Linked DNA regions of Mus musculus: region 2 is linked to region 1. A link is a contact called in public Micro-C data. All regions are on one chromosome and are shown on one strand. Each heading gives the region's core, a stretch centred on a gene start, on an enhancer-like site or on the middle of the called end of the contact. The rest is flanking DNA. Distances are from core to core; before and after follow the strand shown.

Region 1 (6,815 bases), core at 2,970-5,469:
GCTATGATGAGATACCATGGTCATGGCCACTCTTATGAAGGAAATCATTTAAATCTGGCTGGCTTAAAATTTTCAGGTTCAGTCCATTATTATCATGGCATGAAACATGATGGCATGCAGGCAGAAAAGGTGCTGTAGAGGTAGCTAAGAGTTCTACAACTGGATCCATAAGCAGTAGGAAGACAGAGTGAGCCACTAAGCCTGGCCTGGGCTTATGAAACTTCAAAGCCACCCCATCCCCAGTAACACACTTCCTTCAACAGGGCCACACCTACTCCAACAAGGTAACTCCTTCAGTAATGCCATTCTCTATGAGTCTATAGGGGAATACCATTTGCATTCACCAAGTTTAAAATTATAATTCACCATGAAAACATGAATTGTGTGTTTATAATGAATTGACATTTTAAACTTGTATAAAGGAAACCTTTATCTGGTAGGATAATCCAGGACAACAGTTGACCTTGTTCATGTTGAAGACACCAGTGTTCTAAGCATGTACAAAAATGCCAAACAGATGAAAGAGTGCTTAAGTTTCAGTGTTAGTGCAACTAGTGGAGTCTGTCCTCTGATTAGGTACAAACACTCTAGAAGGGTAAGCCTGAGGCTATGAAGAGAGTTGGTGAGTTAGTGGTACCCCAGGAGGAAAACATATTCCTCGAATTTGAAAAGAAGCATAATGATTTCCATTCCTGTATGTTGTACAACATGCTATGTACATGCACATAGTTATCATGTAGCTGTAACCCTGCTACTCTGAATGTACATATAAAACATCATGAGCATCACACGGAAGTGACACACCATGTACATTCATTTTTTGTTAGCTAAATACCATGCATTTTCAGAGAAAGCTTAAAAACAATATGAAAGGTTTTCACACTGGTGCTCAGTGACTTAAATGGAATACATTGGGAAACAGTGTTTGAAAAAGTCATAGGAATTATTATAATTATAAACTGAAAATTCAAAACAAAATCCTTTGGATATGTGTTTTTAGACATTTCTCAAACACTGAAATGAAAAGAGAAAGACATCTTGATAATAAAAGTATGACACTCAGAAATAGTGAGAGACAGGAAAGTCCAGCCTCCTAGAAGAGAAATGAGGAATACACACACATGAACAGGCAAGCTGTTACAGAAGCAGCCAAAAATGCTATCTAAAATAAGAAGCAAGCATGTTTGCTCTTCAGAATGATAAAAAAGATGGATATTATTCATACGCAGTAATCATTCTGGTGGGATTACAAATTACCCTAAATATTTTTAAAAGTAAATTTGCAGCATAGCAACTATTCAAATTAAAATGTTCGTCTTTGCCTCACCAATCACTCATTTAATATGTTATCTTAGAAGAAAACCTGTAGAAAAATATAGGTAGCTTTTTGCAGCACTGTGAAAACAGTAAACAAAAACAAAAACAAACCAAACAAACAAAAAAACCAAGTTAAATAAATGTTCATTGCTAGGAAAAATATCAACAAAATGATAGCAATACCTCACTTATCTCACTGTTCTCTAACCTGGACTTTGGTTGTGTTCCATGATCTGAAATGGCTTATGTAAATGATATTTGTACATAGGGGAAGTTAAATAAGGCAACTTGGGTTTTAGGGCAGGTCAGGTTGGGCACTGGTATGTATCAGTGACTCACAAAGAACCTAGATACTTAAGTTGAACATGGACGTTTGCTCTGAAGCCTCCCTAATATCTATGGGCGTGACCAAGTTTGGTCATTGACATTGACATGAAAAGCAAGATGAACCCGACAGTCACAGTCTGCTGAAGTCTTGGGATATCTGCCTTGTATCTGAGATATTTGATGCAATATCTGGAATATTAGGTAGAAGAACAATGTGAACTTAATGTGGGTGAGAGCTGTGGACTAGAGTTACCTCCTCAAACATCTCTGTGACACACACAAGACTATGGGCCTTAGAAGGAAGAGACAACTTGTGTGACAGCAGGATCATTCTTAGGATCAAGAAAGGGGGGGGGAGTGCTGCACCTGGGATGGAGGTGGCAGGGAATGCTCTAAGACACAGAGACAGGATGCTTCAAAGATGTGAAGGAACTGAGGTTGCTTCTTGTTTCATTGCCCACTTGGATTACGGTCAGGAACTGCTGACAGACAAGATCAAGTTTAGAGGTTAAATCTGTAAAATGGCTTGCACTAAGTTAACTGTACGATTTTAAATGCAAAGCAGGAGAATCGGCACTTTCAATATTAAATTACAGCGAATGGGTTTTCTCTCAAAAGGGTATGAACGTGACACTCATACCAGGATATGATGTTAGAAATAAGTATATTTCACCGAGTTTCTCAAAGTGTAATTGGCTTCATTCTTTTCTCCTTCAGCAGTCACATGGATTTAAGCAATATCTCTATAATACAAACTACATCTAGGGAAGTGGGGCTAGATACAATTTAACTTTTCTAGTGCTTCTGAATATTAGATATCTTAATGTCACACTTAAAACACCAAGGCCACCATGACAATCTTCTGGAATAGTAAGATTGTTCAGCGCCTTTCTGACTTCATTACTAATATAATGTGCTGTGAAAACGGAGACAGAAAAAAAATGCTGAGTGGAGAGGAAGAGATGCTATTTCTCACTATTTCTATCACAATTCAAACTGGGGGCCCTGCCGGCCAACTGCAATCTTAGCCTGTGTGCACTGACTCTTGAAAATGTGGGGTGTGAAGAGATCATAGGCAGAACACCCCGCCCCCCCCGCCTACCACCACCTAACATAAAAGTAGGCCAGGTTGGTTGCTCTTTTTCAGCCCTCAACTCCAGCAGGTTCTCCTGTTAATCCACAAGCCAGGCCTGCCAGAGAACCAGGTAGGCTGCCTGCAGACCTTCTCTCTGCCCCTGACCCCAGTTCCAAGGCTCCAACTCTCATCCCCAGCTCTGTAGCAGAACACCCGTATCAGGTAGCTCAGTCCAACTCTTTGATCTTTTAACTTTTCCTCTTCCCAGTTTTTGCTTTGTCCCAGACTCCAAGCCCAGCAGGCAGGCACCCCTTGACTTACCCAAGGGCCATTCCTTTCAAGGCAAAAGGTGGATCGACACCTGTCCTGCTGCTCCTGAGACATGTCCCACCCCCAGTCTCATCTTGGAGATTGTCTCTTTGAGACAATATAGTTGAAAGGGAGCACTTACTGGATATTATCTTTCAAGAACTATAACTTTGCTTAAAAAAAAAAAGGAAATAATACAAAAAGAAAAAAAAAAGAAGTACCATCCTTTATTTCTTTGGATTTTCAGAATGATACTTTGACTCAGGTACGACTAATGGCCAATTGACTGATACAAGAGGCTTTTTAAATAAGAGTCACAAAGTCACATAGCACGTAGTTAAATCAGAACTGGGTGGTAGCCACAGAGTCAAGCAAAGACCCATGGTCCTCAAGCTTAACCATCCATTAAAATCACCCAGGGCCTTCCCAAACCTTGAATTCGGGACGTCTGAGTGTGAACAAATAAACTCAAGCGTTTGGTTACAATTTAGATCTTGGCATATTGCAGACCTTCCCAGGTGATTCTAACGTGCACTAGATAGAGAGCGGTTGTGTTACATAACGCTATAGGTACCTTTTCAATTCCTCACATTTGCTCTCAAGGTTACTAACAGGGGTTAGATCTGAAAATCCACAGTGAATAGCAGGACTTTACTCTTGCCAATTTTGCCTGTGGTAGAAAATGTATCAGAATTGATTGTGAGGAGGAAATGATAGATAAGTTAAAACAAAGCGTCCCAGTGTGGATGTAGCATCTTGGGTTTATTTAATCAATGTCAAAGCCTACTTTCTTGTCAATTTTAATTGGGTAGTAAATTCTCCATATTACTTCTAGAAATCTTTGAGGATTTTTGTAAGAGGTCTTATAGGAGTTTTGCAAAACAAAGCTCAAAAGAGATGGTTAACTGCGAAAATGCTAGCGTGCAGGGGGTATGAAATGGTTCACCAAGTGTCAGTGCTTGTCGCTCACACCTGATGATCCTATAGGCAGATGTAATGGCTCTTATCTGTAACCCCAGGACTCCTACTGCAAGATGGGGTTGGGAGACAGAAAAGTCAACTCTGGTGTCTATGGGGCAGCTAGCAGGAGGAAACAAGAAGGGCGGTTCTTCCTTATCATGGGAGAAGGTAAGAGCTGATTGTTGAAAACTGCCCTCTCAGCTCAAAAACGCATATCACACACACACACATGTTAAACTTAATCAATAAAATGATTTTAGATGCCAATTCCTGTCCTATTTTACATGGAACTTTATTTTTCAGAGACATATAAGGAATATTTTCAAGAAATAAGAGTCGTTACTCTTGAAATGGTTGAACGACACCATTATTTCCAACAGAGTTTTATGAATCTGATTTAAAAAAAAAAAAAGGAAAAAGGAAATAATACAAAAAAAAAAAAAAAAAAGAAGTTCCAAAGAGAAACTTTAGAAATGAAATGATCTGTAAAGCTATGGAAATGGACTGCGACTTAAATTAAAAAAATAAAACAAACCAAAATAAAAATATCTTTGCTGTCTCTCCAGGGCAAATAAAAATCTATTACATAAAGGTTAGGACAGATAAAAGAGAATGCTGGGTAAACAGGATCCATTGAGAGGAGCGAGAACAAACATAGTTTATAAGGATGTTTTCTCTAAGGCACAGTTAGTAAAATGCCATCATATTCTGGGATTTTTCTCCCCACATCTTTCTTCAAGGTTCTCCCACCAAAGCAACTCACAGGAAAAGTCCTCGCATATGTAAATTGGGCAGGGGATTAAAACATAGCTCATTTTCAAAGTGTAACTGCTGATTCAATGGCCCTATTACAACTGTATGGAGTCCCCAGGTTACATCCCCAGCACCTTAGAAACTTGGCAGGCTGTATTCTAGTATTTAGGGGTGGATGCAGGAGAATTGGATGCTCCTTAGGTCCATACACAATATAAGGACACCCTGGGTTAGGCTCTGTTTCAAAAAGAAAAGAAGAGACAGGAAAAAGGAAAAGAAACAGAAAGAAACAGGAAGGAATTCAATAAATGATAGAGCCGCAGCTCAGTGCAGGTCCTGGTTTCCATTGCAGTCCCTGACACCACATATAATCAGGCATGGGAGTGGGCATGTAATCATAGCTCCCTGGAAGTAGAGGAGGAAGGATTTTTTTTTTTCACATATGATGTCAGCTTGGTCTTCACAGTGAGTTCCACGACTCACTCACTATGATTTCGTTAACTAAATCAAGACCTTACCATCAGCCCCCTCCACATAGCAGATGCAAATAACACTCTGGCCCCCGAAATCCTACTGAACAGATGTACTAACTGGCCAGCCACACAATGGGCTAAGGCTAGCTTATAACGTGCATTCTCACAGAAGGCAAGTATGATTCGCCAGCCAGCAACTTTAATGTCTATAGTTCTTTCTTCCCTCCTCCTTCCATCCCTTCTTTCTTTCCTCCTTCCCTCCCCCTGTTTTTCTTTTCTTCTGTCCCTTCTTCCCTCCAAACTTTTCCCCCTTCCTTCTTCCCTTCCTCTCTCCCTCCCTCCTTCTTTGATCTTAAATTATAACCTAGGTTGGCTTTTGAACTCACAAAAAGCCAAAGTTAGTGTCTAGTGAGTGATCTTTCTGTTTCAGGCCCCCAGGGCTCTCAGACACAGGTGTGAAACGCCTCAGAGAGCTCACAGTCAAGTTATTTCTCTTGTAGAGTATAGGATTATCTCTCCTTCCAGCTCTCAGGAGGACACTGCTATTCAGAGCTATCAGCTGGATTTCAGTCCCTAGTAAACTTTCCTTCTCATGCCCATGTCCTATGGTACCTCTCATGTTTGTCATTTCCTCCTTACCTGGAATTGTTCCCTTATTGTGGCTACAAATTTCAAAATAGGTCACTCATTGACATTTACAAAGGGAAATAAACTATGATTTCTAGATTTTTTCTCTCTCATAAAGCTGACTAATAAGTATTAAAAGAGTTGGCTCATTTTCCTATCCTAATTTCATATAGATAAAGCATAGATATATATACACACATATGTATATATGTATACATACACATATATACATATAAAATATGTGTATATAAAATTGCTGCACTAGAATGTTTCTGTATTTTTTAAGAGTAAAGAAATCTTGTATAAGGTAAATTGTCTACTGAAATGCAGACATGCTCTTTTGGGTTTAATTGTTAAAAAAAAAAAAAAACTGGCCAATTTAAAGTCATCTATGAGAGTAACAAAATCAACCTTTGTCATAAGAAGCTATTTTTTTCAAGAGTGGTATGAGGTTTTTAAAGCATGTTTTCACCAGACCATGCTGTTCTAGCTAATAATATAAAAGTATATTCTGTTATGCATGCATAGGCCTACAGATGACACCTAAAGACTTCTGCTTCTTCTGCTAGATTTGTTATGGTTTCTGCTATGGACTGAATTCCAGAAACGGAACATCAAACAGGAAACCAAGCCATGTGAATAAAGCTAGATCTCCTGAGGATAAATTCATTTTCAGTTACGTGGGTTTGGTGGCACGGTCCCCTAATTCCAGCACGTGAGAGGCAGAGGCAAGACGATCACACTTTAAGGCCATGCAGAGACCCTTGGGGGGGGGGGGAACACTTAAAAGTGGCACTGACTCCACATTCAATTTCCCACAAAAGTTCCTGATGGTGAAAGACAGAGAAATGCCAAAGACTCAGCGGAAACATACAGTGGCTAAGGAGAAAGAACCTCAAGTTTCTTTATTCAGCAAGAGTTAAATAATCATCTCATTTTTGAGATCCTCTTAAAAAATCACTTGAATTTCCCTT
Region 2 (6,815 bases), core at 2,428-4,927, 140 kb after region 1:
CCTGTCAGCTGTGAAATACAACAGTGGTTTTCTTCTTGACATCACTGATAAGTTTAATATTTTATATAATATTAACCTCTTTTGAAAAGTTGTCACCTTTCCTTTGACGTGCCATGATAAATTACTGGAGAAATGGAACTCTCTTTCATGCTTATAAATCTGGCTGCTTAATTACGTTGTACCATAGTTACAGAGGAGTCTCACTTAGAACAAAAAGTCACAAGTGTCAACTTTCACACAGAGACTTAGATTTCAGGTACGCTTTCAGTTATTTCCTGAACAAAATAGTGTTCTTAGTATATATGCATATGTGTACACACACACACACACACACACACACACACACACACACACACACAAGGTTTTCCAGGCTAGCCTGTGCTACACAAAGACTCTTGATTCAGAAAGGGAGAGCTATTCAGAGATTGACCAATACAATACACATCATAGCTAATAATGAAATGTCAAAAGCTTTTGAGACAGGATTTGTGAAAGCAATATGTGTATTAAAACATATGATGTTGGAACCAATCAGTTATGTTTACAGTAACCCAAGAAGGAAGAGAACTCATTAAACAGTGCAGAGAACACTGTTCTGAGAACAGGTTCTTATGTATAGCTTTTATATAGGTATCAGTGTAAAAAAAAAATGTCATTTATTTTGGGAAGCACAAATTCAGGATTCCGAATGACCAGAGAGTTATACATCTGAGAATCACTATATGGCCACCATTTATAGCTACATTCATGTTTGCATAAGCAAAAAGGAACTAAGAATCCACATTAGCTTGTGAAATTTTCATCAGGTTAGCATAAACTGCTTAATGGCTCATAGTTTTAGAAACTTTCATTGGAACAACCAAAAATTCCAGTCATAATGTTTGCTAAAGGGTGCCAAGGGCTCTGGCCTTATTTATTATTTATATATCTGCTTAATGTTTATATATTTATTGAGTCAGGGTCCCATGGAGCTTGGGTTGGCATTGAATTGTGTAGCCAGGGATGACCCTGAAGTCAGATGCCCCTCCAGGTTTCCCCCCTGAGTGCTGTGATCACAGGCCTAAGATACCAGGCACGGTTCACGTGGTGCTGGGTTTCCCACAGAAGGCTTTGTGCATGCCAGCAAGCATTCCACAAGCTAAGTTACACTGTCCATCTCAGAGGACTGTTTAGCCAGGAACTTAAAATTTTTAGTACCTTTTTGTAGGTGTTTAGTGTTTTAGCTGGCAGGATTGCATAGATGTTACCGCTCATTTTTTACGTTTCCACATTCACGTTAACAATAATGCTTGGTCTGTGATAATGATCGCTTTCTGAATAGGAAGTTTGTAAATAGTTGGGTTTTGAACCCAGAGGTGATGAGGGTGAGATGCTGAATGGTCCCACAGAAGGAAAAGCTCTTAAAACTAGGAGGTCACAGAAACATCATTTCATTTCAAAAGCCAATAATATATTTATCTATGCTACCTCCATGCTGCCCACTTATGTAGCAGGTGATGCTATAGATACTAGAGAGAAGAAACAAAGAAGGGGTCTGGAGAGGCCAAACTCATAAGAGAGAATGACCATAAACTAGGAGAAAGAAGAGACACACTGTACAGCCCTGGGAGCCAAGGTGGCAGATGACAATGCTGTCAAGTTTCACACAGATGGAGGTGAGGGGGACAAAGAGCATCAGAAACAGCCAGAGGCCAAAGAGGAAGAAATCATGCATTTACCTGCTTTGGAGTGAATTTTAAAAATGCTTTTTGTGAGCAAATATATATCAATTGGTTGACAAAATGTACTGCATGAAATAAAAAACAAATCTTTCAAATCCAGTTATGTCGTGTCCATTGCAACAACCACCGTAGAGAATTGTCCCTGCTTAGCCCAGGAATGCAAAATCATTGTGAAATCTCCAATAGACAGTTATCAACCATGCCCAGGAGTTTTTGATATTATCAACCACAGACGGAGACAGGACTTGTCATTTTACAGTGTTTCAATCAGCATCGTGTCTCCCCCATGCAGATTTAAAGCATAAATTAGCCACACAGTCACTGGGAGATGCATCACCCATTTGCATCCAATCAGCTAATGACTGGCAGCTGTCTGCAGGAGCCATGATAAAGGCAGCAGTTTTAAAGTATAATGCTTCATGAGGCTTAAAATCATATTCTGTAAGAACACATGGCAGACTGAAGTACTCGCAAATTTTCAAAAGCTTTCAAAGGAGGAAGGAAAACAGCCTCAATGTGTAGTCTCAGAAATTATTCTGAAATACTGGCTTTAAAGGGTTTCTAATCTTTTGCTAGACTTAAGTAATGTGACAAATTGTCAGGAGGCTTTTTTTCATAAGATTCTTCTCCATCTCATAATTGCTGAGGAAGTAACTGAAGTCAGAATTAGGAGCACTTTACAAATAGGAAAAAGAAAAAAAAGAAAAAAAAAGGCAGCAAGAAACCAGAATTGAAAGACTTTTGTTCATTTCAAAATGGAAGCCCATTTGACAGTCCTGAAATACAAATGACCTCCATTCCCAGTCCTACCAATCATTTTATAAAGTATCCTTCTCGGTATCTCTCTCACCCAAAGAGAAAAAGTTTACATTTCCTTATTGCCTGCTTGAGCATTCTGCCTCTAAACTGAATATAAAACTCAAGAAGAATGACTACCATATTTACCTTTCAAGTGTCCTTTATCAAAAGCTTTCTCTCTAGTAGGCATGGTCTTTATTGTATAAATGGTATTTATGCCTTGTGTGCATACGTGAATGTACATGCTTATGTGGAAGGAGTACATTCATGTAGCATGCTTATGGAAGATTGAGCTTAACACCATATATCATCCTCAGGAGCACTCGAAACCATCTTTAGGATAGAATCGATCATTAAGCTATACTCTCTGGCAAGCATGCTTCAGGGATCTTCCTGTCTCTGTGTCCCATTACAGGGATCACAATGCATTCGTTACCATGCCTAGCTGCTGTGACATGGGTTCTGGGAATGACACTCATGTCCTTACACTTATGAAGCAAGCACTTCACTCCCTCAGGCATTCTCCTACCATGTTGAATTTTCAAGTGCAAAAGCCCCCAAGTTTCTTCCATCCCATCTTACAGTCTACACAGATAATACACAGACAGTGAGCAACATCATTGTGAATGCCATGAGAAACAGGAAGAAAGCGGAAGATAGGGGATGCTGCGTAAAGAGGCATGGCTGTCATCTTCAATGGGGCTTGATAAGTCCACATCAAGCATCTTACTGACAGTGGCACCTTCATGTGAGACCCAAGGAAGATGCAGAGGAAGATGCAGTGCAACACACTGGGGATATCTGAGAAAACACACTCCACACAAAAGCAACGACAGAGACACAGGGGTCAGAGTTTATCAGCCAAATAGAAGGCATCAGAGCAGCTTGCAGGGCTGGAACTGAGCACAGGAAGGCAAAGGAGCTAGATATACGCATCTTCTCTGAGATTCTGTGGTTTTGCTTGTAAAGGAAAGAGAAATGAGTAGAAAGCCGTGGTGTATGGAGTGCCTTGTGGGTCCTGACATATTTCCATAGGGTCACTGGGATGGTGGTTAAGTGTAAGCTACTATAAAGGAATCAGCATGTCAGCTCAGACAGTAATGATCTCCTTTGTCCCGACAACAGGAAAACTGATGCAAACCGAGACTCGGAAATACCAAGCTGAAACACTTCCTGGAAACTTGCAGAAACAGGCAAAGCCAGAGAGAGCCTCAGAGGTGAGCTGCTCCAGAGCAGAAGCCTTGAGGGTCAGCAAATTACACCAAGGAGGCGCCTGGCAATTCTGCTCAGTTGGCTTAGATCTCACGCTCTCGTGGCTCAGGTAACATAATAGAAGGGTGTGCTGTGTTAACTTGACTCAACCTGGAGTCATTTGGGAAGAGGAATCTCAGCTGAGAAAATGCCCTCTGTCAAGCCTTCTGTGCATTTTCTTAATCAGTGATTGATGTAGGTAGTCCTGGCCCATTGTGAGTAGTAGTTCCACTCCTGGGAAGGTAGTCTTGGGTAAGTAAGAAAGCAGGCTGAGGAAGCCACTGGAGTGCAAACCAGCAAGCAGCATTTCTCCATGGCCTCTGTATCAGCTTCTGCCTCCAAGTTCCTGCCATGACTCCCCTCCGTGATGGACTGTGACTTGGATTTGTGAGACGAAATAAACTCTTTCATCTCCAAGTTCCTTTTGGTCATCCCCGCACCAGAAACCCTAACTAAAGCAAAGAAGACTAAATCGGGAATTTACACACAGCATCTGCTGTGCAAAGGTCTGCTTTCTTGTAGAAAGGAAGAGGCCACAGCCTGTCCAGATGCAAGAGAACATCTGGTGGCTTGAGTCCCTTCCAGTGTCCCTGTCTCAACAGGAAGTGGGACAGGGGAAAAGAAGAGAGAAAAGATAATGGTAATAAAAGCTGAGAGTCAATCATAAGATAACATAACACCTTCTGAGATATATAAAAGCACCCAGTGTTGCATTAGATTATACCAAAATATTAACATGAACAAAATAAAGTCTGAGTCTTTAGGGAGTCCTGAAGACAGGGAGACAAAATGCAAAGTACACTAGAGGAAGTTGACACCTCTGGGGGCCTAAGACTCTAGCACACATTATATATAAAATGAAAGTATTATCTCAATGAACAAAATGTCTCACAGAGAACTCTCCATTTGTGCTATAAAATACACCATATCTGGCATAAAATAAAAAAATACAAGGCATAATGAATGATCCAGTAAACACAGGGGAGCAATTCAGGTAGGAATCTTTTAGTAATACGCTAGTGTAATGGTTCTGAACCTGTGGGTCGCAACCCCCAGCCCCACCCCAGAGGGGTGGTCACGTATCAGATATCCAGCATATCAGATATTTACATTACGATTCATAACAGTAGCAAGATTACAGTCATGAAGTAGCAACAAAAATAATTCTGTGGTTTGGGGGGGGGGGGTTGGTTGTCACCACAACACGAAGAACAGCATTAAAGGGTTGCAGCCTGAGGAAGGTTGAGAACCACTGGTCTCGTGAAGGATGACGACAGCTGTGCCTATGGACATAAGAGTGGAGGAGGTACAACACGGTCAGAGGCTGGAGATATTACTGAAGACACAGCATGAAGGAATTACAGGTGGAATGGGCATGTACTGACAACGGAAGAGAGGAGGCACAAATAACTCTTGGCTTCACAGTCAACTACCGGGAAAACGGACTGACCATCCAGTAAAATGATGGACAGCAGTAGATAAGGCTGGAACTTAGTCGACGGGGTCTTAGAGTACTTTTACTAGTTCTCGTCAGCTAAGCAATCATTCGCCTACTCTTGTGAAAATACTTAAAGCATATGCTGCTAATCAGGGGCTGTGAAGAAAGCATGGGCCAGTGGCTTATGAGACAGCTTACAATAGTGATGATGAAATGAGCAGGCATTTTAACTACACGACCAAAACAATGGGTTCAAAATTATCACTGTCAGGCATCAAATAGTTAATGCTGAAAACGACCTATGTGGTTAAAAAAAAAAATGCTTCTACCTCATGTGTATCAGAGACTGCTATTTTGACCTTGGCATCTGAATATGGCCCTCCCTGTCTTTCAGAGTAATGGCATTTGGCTGGATGGTTTGCCTTCCAAAGATAATATTTCCCAGCCTTTCTCACAGAGACATGTAGCCAACAATCTCTGGGCAAACACAGTATATATAATTTCTTCAGAATAACTTAGAAAGAATGGGTACACCCGAATTCTACCCGTCCTCCCTCCTTTCCTGTCAGCCGAAGTGCTGAAGTGATAATGAGCCATCTTGGACCACATGGGCAGGGTGACCCATCGAGATGGCAGGGATCCTATGAAGCGATGGCGCCACCTTATCAGCTCCAAGCTGCATGTATTGAGATTGCCACATGAAAAAATAACAGCTTCTATCTTCCCAAAGCAACTCTTATCTGAACCCTTTGTAGCAGCAGCTTAGCATGAAATTTAGCCAGAAATTTTAATAAATCCCCCCCAAAAAAACAATATGGCGATTCAAGTAACGGGCCAGAGGATTTTGTTTTAATTTTTCACATGCTTCAGTTTGAAATGACAAGAAAATAGGCTGGCGACATAGACTTGTTCTAAATTCGTATGGACCACCAAAGGACAACTATCTGAAAATCATTCTGTGAAAACTGCAATCATTTTTAACAAGTCTCAGGTTTGAGTGCAACCATGTTCACAAGTCTTGGGGTTGGGCAACGTCCATTACTTAGAAGAGCTACATAATAGTGGTTTTGGGGTTTTTTTTTGTTTTGTTTTGTTTTTTTGTTTTTTTTTGTTTTTTTTTTTTTGACCAAAAGAACTGAAGAATTTCATGGGATGAACAGTCTCAACTCTTCCTCTTGTTCTCTTTAAAAACCTCTGCAACCCGGGTTGAAGAGATACCTAAGCCGTTAAGAACACGTGCTGCTCTTCCAGAAGATCTGGATTCAGCTCATACAAGACAGATCGCTTAGAGCCCCTGTAGCCTTTACTGTGACATAATTTACTGTGATGTATATCTACAGTAAAAAACGAACCTTATTTCCTTACTTTCTTTTGTATCTACCAATATTTAAATTACCCCAACTGTGATAACAATTTTGGTTAATAATTTTGTGTTTTAACAAAAAGTAGATTTTGTTGTGTCCACCCATTTAGAGATTGGTTAAAATGATTTTTTTTCTATACTAAAAGCAATAAATGTACAGTCTCTGGTCTTATTTTATAGTATACAAAGGTTTTTTTTTTCCTCCCCCCTGACCCCCCGCCAAGTTACTTAAGACATGTTAAAT

Evidence for each region. Hi-C and Micro-C count contacts between places; a contact is called where the count stands out from the background.
Region 2: a contact with region 1 is called in a Micro-C map of the G1E-ER4 cell line, with 2.2 times the contacts expected there. The contact joins two enhancer-like sites. A contact is called at or near these places in 3 of 484 Hi-C or Micro-C datasets (the G1E-ER4 cell line, embryonic fibroblasts and embryonic stem cells).

Annotation. Positions count from the first base shown.
Region 1 is chr10:105,219,027-105,225,841 of GRCm38.p6, forward strand. All of the region lies in intron 11 of Tmtc2 (transmembrane and tetratricopeptide repeat containing 2), which reads right to left. Among named protein-coding and RNA genes, the nearest start is that of Gm25422, 82 kb to the left of the region's middle. Within about 2 kb of position 4,220, at least 1 of the 459 cell types and tissues checked has an H3K27ac peak or open chromatin away from gene starts, as enhancers often do. A contact at or near this core is called in the G1E-ER4 cell line, where this site is marked.
Region 2 is chr10:105,362,589-105,369,403 of GRCm38.p6, forward strand. All of the region lies in intron 3 of Tmtc2 (transmembrane and tetratricopeptide repeat containing 2), which reads right to left. Among named protein-coding and RNA genes, the nearest start is that of Gm46241, 90 kb to the right of the region's middle. Within about 2 kb of position 3,678, at least 5 of the 459 cell types and tissues checked have an H3K27ac peak or open chromatin away from gene starts, as enhancers often do. A contact at or near this core is called in the G1E-ER4 cell line, where this site is marked.